Linked DNA regions of Delphinus delphis: region 1 is linked to region 2. Evidence: chromatin contacts called from public Hi-C data. All regions are on one chromosome and are shown on one strand. The core of a region is the stretch at or near the end of the contact, and the rest is flanking DNA. Distances in the headings are between cores, read along the strand shown.

What was found. Hi-C and Micro-C count contacts between places; a contact is called where the count stands out from the background.
Region 1: a contact with region 2 is called in a Hi-C map of lung, with 4 times the contacts expected there. The contact joins the promoter of STK17A here to the promoter of COA1 in region 2. A contact is called at or near these places in 2 of 3 Hi-C or Micro-C datasets (lung and muscle).

The regions. Positions count from the first base shown.
Region 1 is chr9:11,640,687-11,647,012 of mDelDel1.2, forward strand. STK17A (serine/threonine kinase 17a) reads right to left here and starts at 3,807. Exons shown (of 7, transcript XM_060020192.1): 1 at 3,494-3,807. The coding sequence starts at 3,693.
Region 2 is chr9:11,506,645-11,513,156 of mDelDel1.2, forward strand. It overlaps COA1 (cytochrome c oxidase assembly factor 1), which reads left to right and starts at 3,608. Exons shown (of 7, transcript XM_060020197.1): 1 at 3,608-3,704.

The DNA of each region.
Region 1 (6,326 bases), core at 2,557-5,056, 130 kb after region 2:
CCTTGCCTGGAATGCTCCTCTGGCCTCTTATCCATTGCTATTGATTCAAGAGTCCAAGGACCCAGGTGGAACCGGGGAGGGAAGCATATGACACCGAAGCTGGCGGGGTTTGTTCCAATTTGGGACTCATTAACCTGTCCTCTCATAAAAACGATGGGAAACTGCTTTAGCCACAGATAGGCTATGGATTGTTCTTTGAGAAACATCTGTGGTACAAATGGAAGTGATTTCAGAGTCCCAGCTCAGGTGATTCTCACAAGACTCAATCTACTTGTGTCTTGATTTTCTCATCTGAAAAATGGGACTTCCCAAACCTGCTTGTGATGAGAAGTAAATGAGATCATGCAAGTGAAAGCACCTGTAAAACTGTATGGCCCCTATACATTTATGAAGGACCCGTTCCAGCAGAGAACTCATATTTATACCTTTTTCCCCCCACAGGAAACATCAACTATGAGTATGTAATAATATGAAAAACAAAAGATGTTCTTTTGGCTTTAAAGATCTCTTTTTTCTTAAGATAAAATGTATGAGTATGTCAAAAAATGTTCAAGTTGAGGACTAGGCAAATCATTTGATGTGGAATTAGTATAATTTAAAATTCCTAGAAACATTTTTCTGTTCCTACACTATCGGTTAGAACTCGAGAAGTCAACACTTTGAAAAAAATTCTCAGAACTCAAGGTCATGGCTCCTGCGCCTTGCGTCATTACTGTGGTTTCCACTGGCACCTGTCCTGCCTCAGAGAAAGGTAACAAGTCTCAGGAATAATAAGTCAAGCTTCCAGCAATAAAAGCAAATTTTACATCATATATTTACCCATATTTAGGTTGCCATGGACTCTACTGGAGATATGAAAGAAATGTGACATTTCTTAAAATAATCAACATTACATACTTTCATTACTATGGAATCAATATCGACCATTTAAAATGTTTTCTCCAAACAACCATTTCACTGAAAGCTTTATATTTCTGTAAGATAAAATGGGAACTCCCAAAAGAACTCAGTTTCTGTGTTTGAACAGTTAGCTCTTCACACCTCTTCAACATTCTCAACTAAATGAAAGGCCATAGAACAAAATGAATAGATCTTTGTTTTTCATACCACATCGTTAAAATACAACATGAGTAATTTTTAAGTTCTGTATCAGCATGAGATCAACTCGTTCTATCAGAAATGCAACCAGAGTTAACAGTTGGAAAAAGATGCAACTTTTCTATCTTACTACAGAAAGGAATACACATAAACACACTTCATTATGTCAAAACTTCAACACACAGGCAAAACTTATAAACCTTAAACAAAGAGAGCTTCTAACACAAAACAGAGCTTTTACTTCCTGAGACTTCTGAACAGTTCTCTTGTCTTTTGGAATGAGGTTTTATTACTTTTGCAACAGACGAAAAGTATTTTGAGGTCGTGCACATTTTCCTGTTTTTGCCTTTTGGTTACATTCACTGAGCTACACGATGAATTGCATTTTTTGAGTGCACCCCGGAAGCTAAGTACAGCCTTTATGCTACAGATGTTTTTAATTTATTTAGTTCTCTCAACAACTCTATGAGGCTATCAATGGTTAGGTAACTTACTCAAGTACATGTAACTAGTAAGTAAAGGGCCAAGACTCCACTGTCTGACTCCAAAGTCCGTGTTCTAGAACACTGCATTACACTTCTACGTGATGAAAAGAGAACCAAAAAGAAACAAATACATTCGTTTTCTTTTTCAGTTTTAGGCTCTTACATCAAGTATCTAATTGCATTGTTCTGCTGCTTCAGGAATTATTACTTATGTAAAGAAATTTATATAAGAGATATGTGCAAGACATCACAACCTTCAAACAAACACTTTATAGGCAAGCTAATTTTATAATAGAGAGGGTAAAATGAAAGCTGAAACATTCCCGGAGGAATTGTCACACAGCTGGTAGGGCGCAAATCAATTTTTTTTCAGATTAAATCATTTATTGCAAAGTCTACAAGACAGTGCTTGCCACCTGAAGACATTTCAGTTTTGTAATATGTTCTCATTTTGTGGAATGAAGCCAGACAACCAAACAACGGAGAGCTCTAGTTTTCCTTCTTCAAGAAATCAGGGTTACTTCAGAATGTCTGGAATTTTGACCAATTAGAATACCTACATGAGTCAGTAGCGATCTACCTCTTCCTTTGTCATAAAGTGTGCACAGGTGCAGTTAATTAGTGCCTAGCGCAGTGAAGTAAATCTTGTCCCAGGAAGATGTTTCTCCTTGTAACATTTGGAATAAATGAGACACTTTTAAGGTAGGTTTCCTTGCCAAAAAAACGATTTCTAAAAGTTACCTTAATATTTGTAAGGCAGCTTATTTTTAACATTGTAATCACTGTTACGAGGACTTCTTTTTCCAAGAGCCCCAGGTGAAGGCTGTTATAACTGTCAGGCCCTTTCCCCATTACAACGTGCTGCGCTTTTGCAACCATGTGCTATGTGCCAGGCCCAGTGAATTGTGCTTTACAGCCACCGCATCTTCACGACACCCCTGACGGAGACACTGTCACTATGCTGATTTTACGGGTGCGAAACGAGAGGCTGGGGAGTCTATGTCACCGTCCAAAGGCACACAGAGGAAGCAGAGTGGGGATCTGAGCTCGGGTCTGGCCCCAAAGCCTGTGCTTTTGACAACTTCTCCAAACTATTCTTAAGGAAAAAGGGAGTCGGTCCCCAAACCCCTATCACACTCTTGGACCCCTCTTCAACGTACAAGATGTAAAGGATCCAAACAGCCTTCACCTTGTGCAATTTGAAAAACAGACCGAGTTCTAAGCCCTCCCGACCCCTACAAAGCCAGAGTGGGGAGGGGAAGAGAAGGCAAGGGCCGGTTTTCAGCAGAGAAAGTCAGACGAGGGCCCGGAGCCTACAAGTGAAACCGATATGAACTTAAAAGGCGCAGGGACCTCATTTCAGAACGAAAGCAGCACAAACCCAAGAAACCGCAACCGAAGTCGGCAGGAGGCGGCGGACAGAAGTTCGCCCAGCGCTGGTGCAAAGGAAGCTGTCACGCTCGGCGTTCTGCTCTCTGCTCTGTCACAGCCGCAGAGGGAGAAGCAGGAACCCACAAGCTCCAGGGGCAAAACCAGAGCTGCCTTCACACCTCTGCTCTGGCTTCAGACTCGCCGCCGCGGGTAAAGGTTCGCAGCGTGGTTCCCACGCCGTCTCGTTAAGTTACCGAGCCAAGGACCACAGAGGCCGAAAAGGCCCGGAGCAGAGGAAGGGGTCAAGGTTCTCGGGGACCCGCGCGGGAGACTTTCTCACGGCCGCTACCCAGGGTACAGCACACGCCGGCGGAGCGCGCCGGCTCGGGGGACGCGGCGCGCGCAAGGGTGGCCTGGGGGCCCTGCCGCCCTAATCGCCGCCCGCACCCAGGTCTGTGCCCGGTTCCGGCGCGCTATCTGCCCCCGCCGGCCTCCCGCACTTATCTGCTCCCCGCCCGCCCGGCCCTCGTCCGCCTCACCTGCCCAGCGCCCGGCCCGGGCTCAGGCTGTAGGCATCCTGGAAGGGCTCGGTGCACACCGCGGTGCGGATCTCCGTCAGCAGCCCGCGGGGCGGGGGCGGCAGCCGGCGCGGCGTGGTCAGACCCCGGCCGACTCGACCCGAGCCGGGGGCGGCGGCCGGGGAAGAGCCGCCGCTGCTCGGCCTCTCCAGAGGAATCATGGCGCTCGGGCGCTCTTTAGCTCCGGCCGCCCGGCTAGCTCCGAGCTGCCAGCGGGTCACGGTCCCGCCTCCAGCTGCCTCGAGAACGTCTGAGGAGGTCAACCGCTCTCCCCTGCGCCGCGCACAGAGTGCCGCCGGCTGCCTCCCGGCCCCCGCCTCCCACCGTCCGGTCCCGCCCCACGCTCGGCCCCGCCCCTCCCCTCGGCCCTCGCGGAACTTCCGCGGGGCCGGAGCGCCGCGTGCCTCACGCGCGCCCTCTGCAGCCGAGGGGGAGAAGGTGCAGCCTGGCGGGCGGCCTCGGGGTGGGCCTGAGCAGTCTGCAGGCGACCAACAGCACCACCCTTCTGGCTGGAGGACCCACTGCATCAGCCAGTTACGCACCTGTTGAGCATCTGAGAGTTGGAAACCTGAGCCCTCCGTTAATGAAAGGCGTAGGAGCTGCCAGCCAGAGCTTCACGATCCCTTCCCTTGGGCGGGTCAGGAGGGGCGATGAGACTCAGATCAGGGCTGCTGTACAGCACGCGGAAGCTGCCCGGGGGCAGCTGGTTCCTTCCCACGTTGAGAGGAGGACGTGGAGGCAAGAGGTGGATAAATATTTTTAAGCTCTCACACCAGCCCTATGAAACAGGCACTATTATACTGTGTGCAGTCTTCTCTATATTTAACTTTCGAGGTGCTCTCATCCGGTCTTGTGTCTTTAATAATATTCGTATGCTCATGACTACAAAATTTTTATCTCCAGCTTCCAACCATTCTCTGAACTTCGGACTCATATATTCAAGTATACACTTGGCATCACCATTTAGATGCCAAATTAGCATCTCAAACGTAACGAGCAAAAGTCAGGTCCTGATCATCCTTCACAAATGCACTCCTGCCCAGCTTCCCCACCTCGGTAAATGGAGCTCCATCCTTCTGGTGGTTCAGGGCAAAACCCTTGGCGTCAGTACTGACTCCTCTTTCTCTCGTACCTTCATCCAATTTACAAGTAAATCCTCTTGGCTTTACCTTCAAAATATATCCAGAATCTGATCACTTCTCTTCCACATTACCACAATTAGCATTATCTCTTGTCTGGATTATTGTGATAGCTCGCTAACTGGATTACCTGCTTCCATCCTTCTTCCTCCCCAATTCCACACAGTTTATTTTCAAGGGAACCAGAGTGATCTTTTTAAAATCTAAATCAGATCATGTCACTGCTCTGCTTAGAGTTTTGCGATGATGAGCTAGTCTACTTGTGATCAATACTCTCACTGAGAAATATTAGAAAAAAATTTAAAACAGTCCTCTACTTGAAACATCAGAGAGTTTCAAAAGCAGCAAGAACTCGGGTGACTAAGATCCTGGAAAGAAGGGCAGCCCAGAATGACACCACTTTCCCATGAGGCATTTGATAATTCCAAAGCAATGACTGAAAGGGTGAGAAAATAAGTAGGACTTTAGGCATCTCACCAGGCTGGGGAGATGAAAAATTGGAGTTTAGGATCTACTAAGGAGAAAGAGCTGGTAAACACACTAGACTTGCAGTTGGCACCCCAGAGTGCTACATCCTAGGAGCATTGGTAAAACGGAAATAGACCAGCCCTCCCAAGGACTGAAGAACAGCTTCAAAACTCGATAGTAAATCCCCTCTGGAGAAAAACACAACCATCCAGAGCCACACATTATCTGTACAGCATTTCATACCCAATGTCTGGCATTTTTAAAATTTTTAAAAGGGGCACACGAAAAGAATTATCTTAAACACTGAGAGGAAAAGGCAGAAAACAGAAATAAGCAAGCAGGAGATCCAGATACTGAATCTTAAAGACAGCTTTTTGAATAATTCTGTTTAATATCTTCAAGAAATTAAATGACAAGATAGAGAATTTCAGCATAGAACTGAGAACTCCAAAGAAGAATAAAATGGACTTTGTAGAATTGGGGGGGGGGAACCCCACAAACTAAAACCAAGACTGAATAGGGATGGGTTTAATAACAGATTTGATACAACTTAAGAAAAAATTAGTGAACCTGATTAGTGAACTTAATAGGTCAAAAATTATGCAAAATGAAACACGAGCTAAGGGGACATAATGTTCAGAAAAGAGAATATAGTAAGTCCCCTACATATGAACGAATTCAGTTCCGAGAGCGGGTTCGTAAGTCCAATTTGTTCGTAAGTCCAACAAAGTTAGCCGAGGTACCCAACTAACACAATCGGCTACATAGTAGTATACTGTAATAGGTTTATAATGCTTTTCACACAGATAATACATAAAAAACAAACAAAACATAAAGAAAACATTTTAATCTTACAGTACAATACCTTGAAAAGTACAGTAGTACAGTACAACAGCTGGCATCCAGGGACTGACATCAAGTGAACAGGCAAGAAGAGTTACTGACTGGAGGAGGGAGAGGAGGTGGGAGATGGTAGAGCTGCAGGATCGCCAGCAATAGGAGACGGAGGGCAAGCTGCAATTTCACTCATGCCTGATGTTGATGGCATAGGTTCAGGTTCCTTGCTGGATTCAATTGTATCTATCCTCTTGAAAAAACAATCCAGTGATGTCTGGGTAGTAGCTCTTTTTTTCTCATCACAGATGACATGGTAGCACTGGATTGCATTCTGAATGGCTGCTGCAACC
Region 2 (6,512 bases), core at 2,358-4,857:
TGCTAAGAGAAGAAGGTTGAAAGCTCCAACTGTGATTGTGAATATTTGTCTATTTCTCTTTTCAGTTCTGTCATTCTTACCAGACTTCAGTTGATGTCTGTAGTCAGTTTTTGAGGCTTAGATAGCTCAAAAATTTGCTCCACACATGTGTTTCAGGTGCCAGCTGGAAATATGGGCAGTTTATACACAGAATTTGGTCTTCTACCTGACTCCGCTCCTTCTTGGGATTTCCTTTTTGGACGTCCTCCTACTTTCCAGCTGTTGTAGTTGTCCCATACTCTGTCTTCTGGTTTTTCAAGCCAGTAAGACTGAGGGTGACAACTGGGGCCTGTCCTCAAGTGAAAATCCATAAAAATGGAAAACTCACTGAGTCCCATTTCTTTCTCACAAGCATTGACTCCTCTCCAGTATATGCCTTTTTTGGTGTTCTCCTGTATCTTCAGGGGCTTATTTTTTTCTATTTGGTTCATAGTTTGCAGTTTTTGCCTTGGTTCAATGGGAAATACTCAGCTATTTTTGGAAGCAGAACCTGTTATTTTCCTACTAATCTCTATAGGATCTGTACTGATTTCTCTCATTCCTGGTGTTGGTAATTTGCGACTCTCCCACCTTCTTTTTGGCTGCTCAGTTAAACTAGAGGTTCACCAATTTTACTAAACTTTTAAAAGAACCAGCTTTTATATTCAGTCGATTTCCAAAATTGTCTTTATTTTCTTTTCTACTATTTTTGTTTTCCCCTGATTTCTTAAAGTGGAAGCTTAAATAATTTAATTTAGACTTTCCTTCTTTCCTAATATAAACACGCAAAGTTATAATTTTTCCCTCTAAGCACTGCTTTAACTGCATTCCACAGCTTTTGATGTTTTAAAATTTTTATTCAGTTCAAAATATTTTTCAGCTTCCCTTGTGATTTCTTCTTTGACCCATGGGTTATTCAGAAATATGTTGTTTAATCTCAAAATACTTGGAGTTTTCCCAAATAGCTTTCTGATACTGATTTCTAATTTAATTATATTATGGTTAGATAACATACTGTGCATGATTTCAATCTATTTAAATTTATTGAAACTTGTTTTATGAACCAGCATAATAATGGGTATTCTGTACACTTATAAAAGTATATTTTGGTTTTTGTGAAGGGTTTTATAAACATCAATAGGTCAAGTTGTCACCCACTGTAATTGTTGATTTTTCTAATTCTTCTTTCAGTTTTTGTTTCATATATATCAAACCTCTGCTATAAGTTACATACAAGTTTAGGATTATTATATCTTCTTGATGATCTAACCTCTTTATCATTATAAAACATCCCTATTTTCAACAACCAGCGTATTTGAACTGATACAGCTTTATAACAAAACTACAGTAGATCCATGCAATTTCCCATAAAAAACATATAGAGCAAGCATAGACTTTGGATTAAAGGTGACATTTTGTTAGAGATTGCAAAGAACTTTTCCAGGTTTAAAACTGAGGGAATTACCATGGAATTTCTTATAAACAAACTAGTCAGGACTCAATTTCATGATGATAGTATGTAAGATAAGTAAGAAAGGACATTCATTCCAACCTAGCTAATGCTAATTTTATTAGTGTCTTTGTGGTAAATATTGTCTAGTTTGCACTTACTTTTATGACAAGATGTAATGGCCTGCTCAATTATTTTCTCAAAGTATCTGTGTCAAAATTTTCCCTGTTTTCTTTCAATAGCTGGATACTTCCTTAACATGCTAAGTGATAGGTACCTCAGTCCCCACAACTAGCTACATACGTAGTGGGAAAATTCTAGCAATATCCCATTAAAGGTAGGAATAAGACAAGGAAGCTCACTGTCTTCACTATTATTAAATATTTTTACTGGAAATACTAGCTAATGCAATTAGATATGAGAAATTAGAGGTAGAAAATTTGGAAAGGATTAGGTAAAACTATAACCATTTCAATGATATGATTGCAATCCTAGAAAATCTAAAAGAATCAACTCCAAACAGTAAGGCATCGTAGTAATAACTAACATTTTTGAGCACTAACATTACCATCTCTATTTTAACTCATTTAATCATCATACTATCTATCAGAAAACGATAAGAAAATGTATTAGATATCCCTAGAAGAAGTTCAGAAGGAGGGTGAGTTCCAGGTTTGGAATGATAGTCCATCACTTCATGCAGTGGTCCTCAGCATCAGCTTTATTCCCTTGGGGCTGCCAAATGGCTGCCAGTGTCAGTGTTGGGCTAGAAGTTTCCATGTCAAGAGGAGAATGTGTTGGAAACTTTCTTGTAAGCATGAATCAATACCACATCAATACCATAGATAGTACATGTATATAATCTAGTTTTCTAATGCAGATGTGTGAGCAAGAATTTGAAGACCACTGCCTTGGACTAAACTTGGTTAGTCTGGTTATGGAACACATCAAATTTAGGTGACTCACCAATTGTGAGACTCATTGATTTGTGGAGGAAAGGTACTTGTGAGATAGGCTGGAAACTGGGACCCTTTACTGGAGTGCTTGGTCTCATTTTCTGGAGCAATAGAATACAAAGAAACTATGAGGGACGAAAAATAACTGCACACGTGCAGTTGGGGCAATTATGAACAATAAGATACAAAAAGTCCACAAACCAACTGCCACTTCTGAGGTGCTGTGAGCAGAAGAAGGGTACTGCACATGATCCCTGCACACAGCACCACCAAAGGGGTGGGCAGACCATCTAAACTATGCCTCCTGCCCAGCCCATGGACCTGGCCTCCTTGTTACCCCATTTAAAGACCCAAACAGCTCATTCTGCTGCACCTGTTTCTTGTTTTCACTCCTTCCTGCTGCAGCAGGAGCCCCACAAAGCCTTGCCTAGAATTCTCCTCTGGCCTCTACCAATTTCTACTGATTAAAGAGTCTAAGGGCCTGGGTCGTAGGTTAACACTCCAAGCTTGACATTGAAAAAGTGAAGGATGACGTTATTACTAGTGACGATAGCAATGGAATGATCAAGATGAAAACAATAATAACTAGCATTTATTGAGCACTTACAAAGTGCCAGACTATTCTGAGCGCTTTACATCCTCAGGACAAATCTATTAGGTAAATACTACTAATTAATCCATTTTACTAGTAAACTCCATGCGAACAGAGAACATTAGTTTTTTTTTCTCAGCAATGCATTACCTGGAGCACAGTAATAATTTAATAAATATTTAATGAATAAAAAAATGAGTATTGCCAAATTTCTCAGCCGAATAGGGCAAGATGAACTTTAATGCCAGAGCCGGGGTCATATGGCCCGGAGTTTTGCATACTTGGAGGTGAACCAAAGCACCAGATCCCTGCGAGGGACAACACGAAACAGCGGTTTAAATTTCCTCGGCAACCGCTGCTGGACTGAATTTATGTTGCAGGCTAACGGGGCGCAGAAAACAAAAAACGGAGATTTGAGGAGACAAACCTCCTCCCGGCTGGCGTACGAGTTTCCGAGAAGCCTGGCAGCTAAGTTAATTTCAGCGCGGGACCCGGAACTGGGGGGATCCGCACTCCTCCAGCTACACTCGCGTCCCGACTCTCTAGCCGCGCGAGGAGGCTACGCCGGAAGTCTCGACTGCTCCTCGAGGAGTGTGGCCACCCGCCGGCTTTTACCCCACCCACTCCCCACGCCCCACGCCCGGAAGGAGTCGTCACGCTTGCCGCGGCGTGGTACTTCGGAGGACAGGTTAGCGTCCCCGCGGGAGATAGAGTCGGGTCCCTCTCACCCCAGAAGCTTTTGTTCCCGTAGTCCTGAAGGCCGCGTTTGCACGCCGGGTGGGCTGCTGCAGGGGGAGCCCGTCAGGGGCCACCTTGCTGTCGTCGCCGGATCGCCACCTCCCGCAACAGCGTGGTTGGCGCCTGGGGGCCCGTGGTGGGCTTAGCGCCTCGGGATGCTACAAGGTTCCCCTCCTCCGCTCCCCTTTGTAGCTAACGGTGGCCTAGCCCTGTGGTCCTTGCTGAGCGTTCCCAGGAGCACATTTGTGAAGAGGTGGGGTCCTGTCGAAGAGGTGGAACGGGGCATTTTGTCGGTGGTCCCAAGTTACAACAATCTGAGGAGGACCTTGCCCAGATGATTGTAGAAAGGAATTTTCTGGCTCGGTGGTCTTAATAGTGTTTGTCTCGTCACATTTGAGCTCCATACAGGGGCTGACGATAGAAGTGATTTTCAGCGTAAGTGATTTTCAGGTGTTTGTGTAAGTGTGTGTGATAGTCTGTGCCTGTGTGTGTGTGTGTGAGAGAGAGAGAGAGAGAGAGGGAGGGGGGAGAGAGCACGAGCGCTCGGTAGCTGTGTGTAATTTTAAAAATCCACAAATATACTTTGCTTCTCCTGGTCTCTTCCCCTAATTCCTCCTTACTCTCACCTGAGGGGTGTTTCTCTACTTCACCTTTGGATAGCAGTAGCAATTCTCTACCTAGGCTTTACACATTTAAAACACAGATCTGACCGTGTTAATCCTCTGCTTAAAATCTTACCGGCCTTCCCGTTGTTTCAGGATAATACAAATTCCTTAGGCTGGCTTCGAGACCCTTCAAGGTCTTGATTCTGCTGTTTTTCAGTCTCATCTCCTTTCATGGAAGCACACACACTGTTTGTCCCTTGTCATGCCAACCTGCAGTAGTTTCATCTCTTTGGCTATGACAAGGTTTTATAATGGTTTACCCACATTTGGTAATTTATTTTTTCCATTCAGTCAAGATTTATTGAATTCCTGATATTGCAGGCACTGTTTTAGGAGCTGGGGATATAATGTGGAAAAAAACCCCAACCCAATCTGTAGTCCTTTTGAAAAATAACAGCTTGACTAAGATATAGTTCACATACCATAGAATTATAAAATACACATAAATTTTTAGTGCACTCACAAAGTTGTGCAACCAACACCCCAATCAATTTAAAAACATTTTCATCACTTCCAAAAGAAGCCCTGTACCCATTAGCAGGCTCTCCTGATTTCCTCCTTACCCCACCCCACTCGTAGACCTAAGGAACTATTCATCTACTGAATATATATTCAGCTATTCTAGACAATTCATATAAATGAAATCATAAAGTATGTGACGTTTTTTGATTGTCTTTCACTTAACATTCATGTTCATCCATGTTGTAGCATGTATCAGCACTTCATTCCTTTTTATTGCTAGATAATATTTCATTGTATGGCTATACCACGATTTATTTATCCATTGGTCAGTTGATGGACATTTGGGTTGTTATGGCTCTTACAAATAATGTTACTGTGAACATTCATGTACAAGTTTTTGTGTGAACGTCATGATTTCATTTCTCTTGGGTATATACCTAAGAGTAGAATTGCTGGGTTGTATGGTAATTCTACGTTTAACATTTTGCGGAAATGCCAGACTTTTTTAAAGCAGCTGCACCATCTTATATTCCTGTAAGCGGTGTATGAAGGTTCTAATTTCTTCCCATCCTTGCCAACAATTGTCATTATCTGCTTTCTTTTTTTTTTTTTTCTTAAATTCTAGCCATCCTAGTGGGTGTGAAGTGGTATCTCATTGTGGTTTTGATTTGTAGTTCCCTGATGCCTAATGACAGTTAAGCATCTTTTCATGTGCTATTGGCCATTTGTATATCTTCTTTGGAGAAATGTCTATGCATATTCTTTGCCCATTTAAAAATTTGGCTGTTTGCTTTTTATCATTGAGTTGTAAGAGTTCTTTATATATTCTAGGTCCAAGTCCCTTATCAGATATATGACAGTTATGTGGATTATGCTGTAGTTCCTGTAAATGGAAAACACATGAGGTTAATTTTTACTCTTCCTAGAGACCATGTTATAGATCTGCGGAGTAATTTAGAGTGAATTACTATGTGTGAAATACTGGGCCCAGGAAAACTGATGGGAAGAACCTGTGAGCAGCATTTTAAGATTTGAAAAATGCAGCAAGTGGAAACAGTTTATATAATTTTCCCATTCCCTACTGAGTTTTGTCTTTTCCGTATTGATTTGTACGAGTTCTTTGTGTAGAGATATTAACCTATTGACTGTTAGATATGGGGCAGATATTTTCAGTCTATTTGCTTGTAAACTTTGTTTTTGTATCTTTTATTATGCTAAAGCTTTACGTTTTTGTATAGTCAAAGACTGTCCGTCTTTTCCTTTAAAAGGCTTCTGGGGTACTGATGTAGTTTGGGATATCCTATTCTTAAATGATGGGAGTTACAGAAACCGACACAGTAGTTCCCTGGCTAGTGTGACGTCTGAGTCCATGGTACTGTATTTAACTTTACAGGCAGGCCTTATTTTATTGTGCTTCATTCTGTTGTGCTTCGCAGTTACTGTGCTTTTTACAAATGGAAGGTCCCTGGCAAACGTGCATCGAGCAAGTCTTGGTGCCATTTTTCCAACAGCGTTTGCTCACTTGGTGTTTCTGTGTCACATTGTGGTCATTCTCACAACATTTCACACTTTTTCATTATTATTTGTTATGGTGATCTGTCATCAGTGATCCTTGATGTTACCATTGTAAT